Regions from separate parts of the Pan troglodytes genome. Here region 1 is linked to region 2. The links are chromatin contacts, called in public Hi-C maps. All regions are on one chromosome and are shown on one strand. Each heading gives the region's core, a stretch centred on a gene start, on an enhancer-like site or on the middle of the called end of the contact. The rest is flanking DNA. Distances are from core to core; before and after follow the strand shown.

Evidence for each region. A called contact is a pair of places that touch in the nucleus more often than the background predicts.
Region 1: a Hi-C map of induced pluripotent stem cells shows a contact between it and region 2, with 1.4 times the contacts expected there. The contact joins two enhancer-like sites. A contact is called at or near these places in 2 of 7 Hi-C or Micro-C datasets (both in induced pluripotent stem cells).

The regions. Positions count from the first base shown.
Region 1 is chr12:122,813,506-122,818,732 of NHGRI_mPanTro3-v2.0_pri, reverse strand. FAM110C (family with sequence similarity 110 member C) reads right to left here. Exons shown (of 3, transcript XR_008544959.1): 3 at 3,861-5,227. Among named protein-coding and RNA genes, the nearest start is that of FAM110C, 9.0 kb to the right of the region's middle. Within about 2 kb of position 3,377, at least 1 of the 24 cell types and tissues checked has an H3K27ac peak or open chromatin away from gene starts, as enhancers often do. A contact at or near this core is called in induced pluripotent stem cells, where this site is marked.
Region 2 is chr12:122,718,370-122,723,526 of NHGRI_mPanTro3-v2.0_pri, reverse strand. No RefSeq gene overlaps it. Among named protein-coding and RNA genes, the nearest start is that of FAM110C, 86 kb to the left of the region's middle. Within about 2 kb of position 2,621, at least 3 of the 24 cell types and tissues checked have an H3K27ac peak or open chromatin away from gene starts, as enhancers often do. A contact at or near this core is called in induced pluripotent stem cells, where this site is marked.

The DNA of each region.
Region 1 (5,227 bases), core at 2,128-4,627, 94 kb before region 2:
CTCTGCCATTCCGGAGTGTGACAAGTTTCTTCTCAGGGTTCTTTCAGGGAGGTTCTCCCAGGTGCACAACTGAAGGTTGGCTCCATCCACTTACTTCATGTCAGAGAAACTTTTTTTTTTGTTTTTGAGATGGAGTTTTGCTCTTGTCACCCAGGCTGGAGTACAATGTATGATCTCGGCTCACTGCAACCTCCGCCTCCCGGATTCAAGTGATTCTCCTGCCTCAGCCTCCCTAGTAGCTGGGATTATAGGTGTCCACCACAACGTCTGGCTAATTTTTGTATTTTTAGTAGAGATGGGGTTTCACCATATTGGCTAGGCTGGTCTCTAGCCCCTGACCTCAGTGATCCACCCGCCTCAGCCTCCCAAAGTGCTGGGATTACAGGCATGAGCCACTGTGCCTGGCCCATGTCAGAGAAACTTCTAACTGTCCTCAATCCTGACCACGTGGTCTTCCCCACCAAGGAGACAATGTTCTAAGCTGCCCTAATTTAGAGCAAGAATAAAACTGCCAGACCAAGCACTTAAGATGCTCAAGTGCTCACAGTAGTTTTGTCATTAGCTTCCTCAAGAAGTGGGAGCTAAAGTGAAGTCAAGAACAGGTCATCCAGATGTCTGTTGGTCAAGCCTTCCTCTAGGAATGTGCAGCCTTCCCAGCTAGCTAGGGAAGGAAAGTTTTCCCAGGACTCAGTGTTAAAACTAGAAATTGTTGGGCAAATAGGGAAAGCTGGTCACCCTGCTAATGTTCCCCTATCTAAGGCAGGGCTCCCCTAAATGGACACTGCACAGAGGCAGGGGTCCCCTTCTGGGCCTTGGCACACTGGGCAGCTGTGTGAGCTTTGGGCCTAGGTTCCTCCTAGGAGATGAGCGTTGAATGTCATGATTTCTAACATCACTGTTGGCCATAACAGTCTGGTCCTGGCTGAGTCGTACCTGCCCACCTTCCCAGATGCCTACATTGGTCTCTCCTTAGCACCTCAGGCACCTGGAAGGGAAATGGCATGAGAGCACTGCGGGGCACTTGGCAGACACTCCCCCTTTCTGAACTGTGGAAATGACTTGCCAAGCAGGTTGAGAAAACAAGGTCCTCGGGTCCTGATAACATCTGCCCAGCCTGAGCCTGCTGTTTGCCTCCAAGGGTGTGTCTGAGAGACAGCTCTCAGAGCCCACTTAAGTAAAACACACCCCTCCACGTCCCAGCTGGCCTGCTCTGGCCTATGAGAGTCACCATTTATTTGCAATGTTGACTCCTCTTATTCTCTTCCTAAGTTGGAGAAGTGGACTCCTTCTAAAAGCCGAAGGAAGGAATGCAGTCTCTTACCAATGACCATATGATCTGATAAAGGATACAGGCTGCAGATTCATTTGTGGACTGTTCTCTTTTTATTCAGTTTAGATTTCAATGCTTTAAGCTTCAGGGTGAAAGAACTCCAGAGACTAAAGTTAACCTCTCAGTGAAAAAAATGCCATTTACAATTTTCATGTTATCCTTCTCTGTTGCTTGACTCTCTTTATATGATTCGGACTTTGGGTTTCATTTATGGTCCAGATAGATGGGCCATCAAATAGAAACCATGAACTAACAGACTCACATAAATTCATAAATCAGGCTCATGGCACTGCTCACGACATTTCCTCACTTTGCTTTCCCTCCTCCCTCCCTTTCTTGATTTTTGTCATCTATCATCCCTTTATGTATTATCTATGTATTATTTCCTCACTCAGTATCTGCTCCCCTGCTAGAATGTAAGTCATCAACCAATGGCAAGGAGCTTGGTGAACCCCCAGTGCCTTGTGCAGTATTTGGCTCCTTGATATGTGCATGTGAGTGAATTCTGTGTGTTGTCATCAGTGACAGCCTTGATTCAAGCTACTATTGAATAAATAGCACAGTTGTTTTGATACCACAAGGCGACAGTAGATTTAGGTTTAGACAATTCTGTAATTTTCTGTTCTCGCATTTGTAATTAAGAGTCCTCCTTAAGCTCAACATTGAGTAATCAACAGGGTATACTGAAGCCAGGATCCAGGTCTTTCCACTCTGATCCTGGGGTTCAGATTCTCACTTTCTAAGGAAATTAATATTTTATTTTGACCTAAAGTTAATAGTTATTAGTGATTTAATACGGTCTCCCCTTCAGATCACATTTCAACTTTAATGATAATTTTTAATGAGATAATATAAAGATGACAATCGGCCGGGCACAGTGGCTCATGCCTGTAATCTCAGCACTTTGAGACGGAGGCGGGTGGATCACCTGAGGTTGGGAGTTCAAGACCAGCCTGACCAACGTGGAGAAACCCCGTCTCTACTAAAAATACAGAATTAGCCGTGCGTGGTGGCACATGTCTGTAATCCCAGCTACTCGGGAGGCTGAGACAGGAGAATGGCTTTAACCTGGGAGGCAGAGGTTGTGGTGAGCTGAGATCGCACAATTGCACTCCAGCCTGGGCAACAAGAGTGAAACTCCATCTCAAAACAACAACAACAACAACAACAACAACAAAAGATGACAATCAACCATAGAGTTTGAAGCATTGTAGCAGAGAAAATTAGGTGGCCATTGCTGGACAGGAGCACATGTTCTGGGATTTCTGTGCTGCCTCCCGTCAGCTGCTCCGTGCCACTTCCAAGACCAATATTATAAGGTTCTGGCTGAGACACTCAATTTCCTTCGTGCTTAGTATTTGTAACCTGGAACATTTAAATACCATATAAATCTATTTGATTCATCAGTGAACGTGCAAAGTGTAACCACCCAAGCATTGTGTAAGCCCCCAAGTTTACCTGAAGGGAAAAGGCAGCTGCTGTTGAACTCCGCAACATAAGCCACATCACCCAATGCTTGGACTGTTTCTGAACAGGTACAATAAGAGAGTTTCTACAGCAGGCTGAGTATCTGTCCATATTCTTCACAGAAATAAAGAAGTGATGTATTTCCTCTCCTCAAGAAAGCCCATCTTGGCTGGGCACAGTGGCTCACACCTGTAATCCCTGCACTTTGGGAGGCCGAGGTGGGCAGATCACTTGAGGCCAGGAGTTCGAGATCAGCCTGGCCATCATGGCGAAACCCCGTCTCTACTAAAAATACAAAAATTAATTGGGCATAGTAGTGGGCACCTGTAATCCCAGCTACCCAAGAAGCTGAGGCAGGAAAATCACTTGAACCCGGGAGGCAGAGGTTGCAGTGAGCCGAGGTTGCTCCATTGCTCTCCTGCCTGAGCGACAGAGTGAGACTCCGACTCAGAAAAAAAAAAAAAAAAAAGGAAGAAGAAAGCAAGCCTATCTTTGGATTCTTACCTAGGGTTAGGCATAGGCCACTGCAAGACTGAGCAAGACGGCAGAGTCTGGCTCAGCCAGGGCAGCGAGAAGGATGATCAGGCTTCCATGACTCACCGGCTGCCCAAGCCACCACACCCTCAGGGTGCATGGCGCACACTGAGAGCAAACTCACCATGAGAAGAGTCTGCCTTCACTTAATTTGCTAATGAGAAAGATTACAAACTGTGCTTTTGTTTGTATCTTTGTGCCCATTCATTTTCCAATGACAATGTTAATAAAACATGAAGAAAAATATTTTAAGCAAAAGACTGATGAAACAATTAAAAACAATTGAAGGAAAGCAAAGTTCAGAATATTCAAAATTGCTTTGACTGCATTTAATCTTGAGGAAAGTCGATGATTTCAGGTGCCATGCAACTTACCTAGGACAAGCCTTGGAATGCCTTCCCCTCATTTCTACTGATAAGCTGATGAGAGAACACTCAAGAAGAAAGGGAGAAAACAGAAGACAAGGAACTGTAATGAGCAGACTCTCATTTCAAATTTTTGCCGCATTACTCAAACTCATAAATCAGTATTAATAAATGATAAAAATACTTTATTTCTTTAACACAGAATATACAATATTGCACTCCAGTTGCAAATAGTGTATAGAAAAAGCTCTGTTTAGAAACTGCCATAGCAATTGTCTAAGTCTACTAATGTTTTCTGGCATCACCAATGATAACCACAGTGCTGAACTTTGAACCAACTGAAAAAGGGGAATGTTCAATAAAGCCTCCTTTTTCTTCCAGTTTCAGTGCCCAGTAGTTTAAAACATTCTATTATGTTTAATTACATTTTGAAAAATTGTCGTTCTTTCATGAACAAATAAAAGTACCTTGCAGCCGTCACTATTGCCCATTCTTGTGGGAAGCAATCGCAAGCTTTTCATCCCGACTGAACTAAACAGTCTGATTTTTCTCAAAGTCACTCAGCAAATTGCGGTAATTCAGGTTTAGGCAAGAAGTTCTTTAGTTTTACTTTTTATATATATTTTTAGAGACAGGGTCTTGCTCTGTCACTCAGGCTGGAGTGCAGTGGTGCAATCGTGGTTCACTGCAGCCTTGAACCCCAAGGCACAAGTGATCCTCCCACCTTGGCCTCCCAAAGCATTGGGATTAAAGGCATGAGCCACCGCCCCTGGCTGAAGAAAGAACTCACCTCTTACACATACTCAAGATATGGAGCTGTGGCATGAATCTGAATGGAAGGGAAGGAAAATTAACTCACTTCTTTAGGAGTCTGATGCCACCCAGTTCCCCTGTTCTTCATGCCCCGTTTCTGATATCTACTTCTAGAATTCACTCCAGCTGAATTCTTCTCTTTTCCTGTGCCACCACCAAAGGTGCAAACATTTCTAAAAGATCTTGGTGGCTTTAGTGGAAACCATTTTGTTTTTACATTTTTCACCTATGATATGAATGATGAGTCTGCATGATTTTTATCTCAAATAAATCTGACCCAGGCTGCATCCATCCTGTTCTGACAGTAGAAGGGCATACACACTTTTACTTAAAGCTTTCATATCTAAAATTGATGGGACATCTGAAAATAAGGGAATTGGGTATATGAAAAGATCCTTTAAAAAACTGCTCTCATCTTTCACATTATCTTCTTTTTACCTAAGTGCAATACAGTGAACAGCAAAATAGCAGCATTTTTAGAGCAACCATTGGGGAAAATTCTTAGATCAGGGGACCTGCTGTCCTGACAGAGTCTATATTCGGCCAGCAAAGGCTCCCTAAACGTGTATCTGAGACTTATTTGAAAACAAGTCACCATAGTACTGAGTACTGAATTGAGTGGCAAACACTCCACTTGCAGTCAATGAAAATCCAATTACACAATATACACAAAGAGATGACCAAGAAAAACATGATTTAAAATTATACTGACAAAAAC
Region 2 (5,157 bases), core at 1,372-3,871:
AGTTTAGAAGAGTAATCTGGATCAGGGACTGGTAATACTCAATCAATCTGATGGCTGGAGAGAGGCAAGTTTCAGGGACAATAGTGCTCATATGACCGTAGTAACACTTGCTTAGGCATTTGTCGTTTCCACTGCATTGTAATATTTCTGTTTTCATTAATGCTCTAAAACATGTTTTTCTATCACAGGGATCCTATGCTTCTATTCACCTGGAATCACACTGATGCACAGACATCTGTGAATAGAAATTGAAGTTATTTGCTGAGGTATTCATGTTAAAAAATGCATCTGGAACTGTGTAGCTTAAAGCTGCAGACGTGTCAACAACTACGCATGAAATGGAATGTTCCCACTGGGATCCACTCTTGATACATGACCATTATCTGTTCTTAATACTTTGCATCTTACTCTGACAATGCGATGCTAGGGTCAGGACTTGCTCAGTTGGACACTACAATGGATAATATTTAAGAGAAGAGGCGATCTGTTTCACATTAAGTTTTCAATAAAATTTGCACTTGGAATAAATGGTATCAAGACCAACCCTGTGCCATTGTTTACTCAATTTTCCTAGGGCTGGGCCGTAGAATTACAAAGCAAGCCCTGCACCAAGCCTGGCAGGTTGTATATGGTGACATTGCAGTGGGAATTCTGAATGAGAAGCACACAGTGGTCTCACTTCCACCACTGAATGCCTCTCCCTTGGGCAATGCACCTAGTCTGCCTGGACTGAACATCTCACTATGTTTATCTTGTTGAGGAAGATAAATGGGTGTCAACTGGATTGAGGCATGTTAGACTAGGGACCCCTGAGATGAGGACAGCAAGCAGAAATTATGCCTCACACTGAGAAGTGCAAAGGGGCAGCAGTGGTTTTTAGTTGATTATGACAGCCATGATGCTTTGTCCTCATTGTAATATCACAGTAAAGCGTTGCAGTTTCTTTAGTCTTTTGAGGAAGTGAGGGAGTTGAAACTTTCAATATTCATAGTGTTGTAAAATCTCAAGTTTCCTATTCATGTATTTTATCTCTAAAATACACAAAACATAAAATACATGAATAGGAAAATCCTACTGTTACTTATTAGCTGTTTGGGGCAAACTTGATGGTGCCGAGCAATGGAGGAGTCCATTTCAATCTTGGTTAGCAAGATTTCCCACAGAAAGGGGAGCAGTAACCCTACTGAGAAAAAGCGAGCCTTGAGGAGAGTGGATGGAAAGTGCTTGGGATAGAGAGACAGAGCTGGGGGCAGCACCTTCATTCACACAGCCAGCCATGGTGCCAGCCAGCACAGTGTGGAAGTAAAGCAATCTACAAGGAGACTCACAACCCAATGAACAGACTTTACTCAAGAGAGATGCCAGGGAGAGACTTTTAGCTCATTAGAAAATCAAATCTGCCAGGCGCGGTGGCTCGTGCCTGTAATCCCAGCACTTTGGGAGGCCGAGGCGAGGGGATCACCTGAAATCAGGAGTTCGAGACCAGCCTGACCAACATGGAGAAGCCCCATCTCTACTAAAACTACAAAATTATCTGGGCATGGTGGCGCATGTCTGAAATCCCAGTTACTCGGGAGGCTGAGGCAGGTGAATCACATGAACCCAGGAGTCAGAGGTTGCAGTGAGCCGAGATTGCCCCATTGCACTCCAGCCTGGGCAACAAGAATGAAACTCCATCTCATTCCTGAGCCAATCAGAGTAATAATTCCATGCCTTCTCATTTTGGTGGAAATCTAAAGTGGTTTGGATTTGATATAAAAACAGAAGATTTAACATTCCTATTCTTAACTCTTTCTACTTCCAAGTCCTTGAAATTATAGAAAAGATGTAATAAAATGATAATAATTAATGGCTGGGCATGATGACTCACATATGTAACCCCAGGACTTTGGGAGGCTAAGGCAGGAGGATCACTTGAGCCCAGGACTTTGAGACCAGCTTGGGCAATACAGTGAGACCTTGTTTCTCCAAAAAGTTTTAAAAATTATCCTGGCATGGTGGCGTATGCCTGTAGTCCCAACCGCACAGGAGGCTTAGGTGGGAGGATCCACTGAACTCAGGAGGTGGTGGATGCAGTGAGCTGAGATCACTCAGTGCACTCCAGCCTGGGCAACAGGGTGAGACACTGTCTCAAAAAAAGGAGAAAAAAAAAAAAGACAAGAAAGAATGTAATCAGCAAAAAATTAGAAGAATTCCTGAAAGATAAAAAGCACACAGCATTTGATTTTAAAAGAAAGATAGTGTAAGGAAAGAACAACTAAACAAAATGGATGTATCTTGTGATCCAAGGATTCCTACTCTTAGATATACCTACAAGAAAAGCACATATGCTGAAGGCTCTATAATTAGAAACAGCAAAAATAGAAACCATTCAAATGTCCATTAACAGTGGAATGGAAAAATTATTATAAATTTGCACAGTAGAATACCGTACAAATGTTACTGGGAGGGGTGCAGGGTCTGTGGCTCTTGCCCTCTTGGAAGAAAGAATTCAGCCAAGAGATGCACAGCAAGGGTTAAGTAGCAGAGTTTCTTGAGGGAAGATAGAGGACAGTCCAAGAAGGGAGTGGGCTGGCCTGACTGGAAAGCAGCGGCAGCAGCGAGGTTTCTTTAAAGAGAGAGCACACACTGAATGACAAGGCAGAGCCGGTTGCTGGAGAGAGGGAGTGAGCCAGCAGCAGCCAGTGCTGGGGACTCTCTTTATGAGGATCTTACATGATTATTCATGAAGAGATGTGAGGGGCTGTCACTTGCAATCATGTATTAGGTGGTTCCACATGCTCTATGGCTGTACCTGCTAGTACACACATGAAATGTCTCATTAGCATTTAAAACCTCCACCTAGGGGTGTGTTTTTTATAATTGTAATGGGCAAAGTCTACTGTAGGGTGAGTTACTGGAGGAGTGAGCATGCTTGCCAATGGGAAAAGTCTCTACCATGGTTGTCTCCAGCTAGAGCCTGAGGAGTCCCCCTTAGGGCTGGAGGAACCCAACCACAACATCAAAGTAGCCAGTGTAAACTACTACCACACACAACAACGTGGCTGAATCTCACAAAAGTAAGATTGAAGGAAACCAGTCAGGAAAGAAAGGACAATTATGATTCCATTTATACACAGTGCAAAAACTTGGCAGCACTAATATATTCTAACCGGAATGGTATTGTCTTCAGGAAACTGGAAGTGTGGGTGGTAACGGTGAAGAGGAAAAATAGGGTTTCTGGGTGCTGGGAAATATTCTGTTTCTTGATCTTGGTTGTACTTAAAGATGTTTCACTTAGTGATATTTCACTGAGCTGTACACTCAGCGTAATATGATTTGTGCATGTCATATGTGTATATTATACTTCAATAAAAATAGCATTTAAAAAACACAACTCTGAACAGCACAACTGATTGGATATAGAGAGTGATTAGTAAACTGAAAGATTTTGGTTGAGAGGAAAGATTATCCAGAAAGTAGTGCAAACAGATGGAAAGGATGAGAAAAAAGTGTAAAGCCAGTACGTAAAGATGCAGTAATTCTACATAAAAAAAAGATTTCTAGGAAACGTGGGAAAGTGAATTTAATCTAATATTGCTGAGGCATGTTAAAGGGTGTGATTAATCGTATGTGCTAAATCACTCATTGGAAGTACTAGTAAAGAATTAGTTGGAAAATAATTGCAAAGTAAGCTCAATGGAATTATTGGTGCAAACTGAATATCTTCTGACTGTTTACTAAAAGAAGGGTGATGTATAACAACCGTAGGTTTTATTCATATAAATGAGCTGAAAATTCACAGTAGCTTTGTAACTACTTGCTGGATAACTGCATACATTCAGGGATTTTTTTCCCCAATAATAAAAACGTTTACTCATAATCACCAAAACTTAGATGGAACCAAGATGTCCTTCAGTAGATTAATGGATAAATATACTGTGGTACATCCAGACAATGGAATATTGTTCATCAGTAAAAAGGAAGGAGCTATCGAGCTATGGAGGAAACTTACATGCTACTACATGAAAGAAGCCAATCTGAAAAGGCTACATGTTGTAGAATTCCAACTCTGTGACATTCCGGAAAATGCAAAACTATGGAGACTGTGAAAATATCAGTGGTTTCTAGAAATTGGGTGAAGGCGGGGATGAATAGGCCGAGCGCAGAGGATTTTTAGGGCAGTGAAACTATTCCATATGATGCTATGATGGTGGAAACGTGTCATTGTACATGTGTCAAAACACATAGAATACACAGTAACAAGAATGAGCACTAATATAAACTATGGACTTTAGGTGATTAATGAGGTGGCAATGCAGGCTCATCAATTGTAAGACAATGCACCACTCTAGTGGGTGATGTTGATAATGGGGGTGGGAGTGTTACACACAGGTGGGGCTAAGAGTATATGGGACATCTCTGTACCTTCTGCTCAATTTTGCTGTGAACCTAAAACTGCTCTAAGAAATAAAGCCTACTGATATGGTTTGAATCTCTGTCCCCACCCAAAACTCACATTGAATTGTAATCCCCAGTGTGGGAGGTAGGGCCTGGTGGAAGGTGATTGGATCATGGGGACGGCATTCTCATGAATGGTTTAGTACATCCCCTTGGTACTGTACAGTGAGTGAGTTCTCATGAGATCTGGTTATTTAAAAGTGTTTAGCACCCTCCTCCCTTCCTCCTGCTCTGCCATGTAGATGTGCCTGCTTCCTCTTCACCTTCTGCCATGACTAGAAGCTTCTTGAGTCCTCCCCAGATGCCACTGTGCTTCCTGTACAGCGTGCAGAACCGTGAGCCAATTAAATCTCTTCTTTACAGACTGGGCGTGGTGGCTCACACCTGTAATCCCAGCACTTTGGGAGGCTGAGGCAGGCGAATCACTTGAGGCCAGGAGTTCAAGACCAGCCTGGACATCATGGCAAAACCCCGTCTCTACTAAAAACACTAAAATTAACCAGGTGTAGTGGCGCACGCCTTTAGCTATTTGAGTGGCTGAGGCATGAGAATCTCTTGAACCTGGGAAGTGAAGGCTGCAATGAGCTATGATGCTGAGATCACACCACTGCACTCCAGCCTGGGCAACACAGCTAGACTGTTTCAAAAAAAAGAAAAAAAATCTTCTTTATAAATTACCCAGTTTCAGGTATTTCTTTATAGCAATGTGAGCATGGA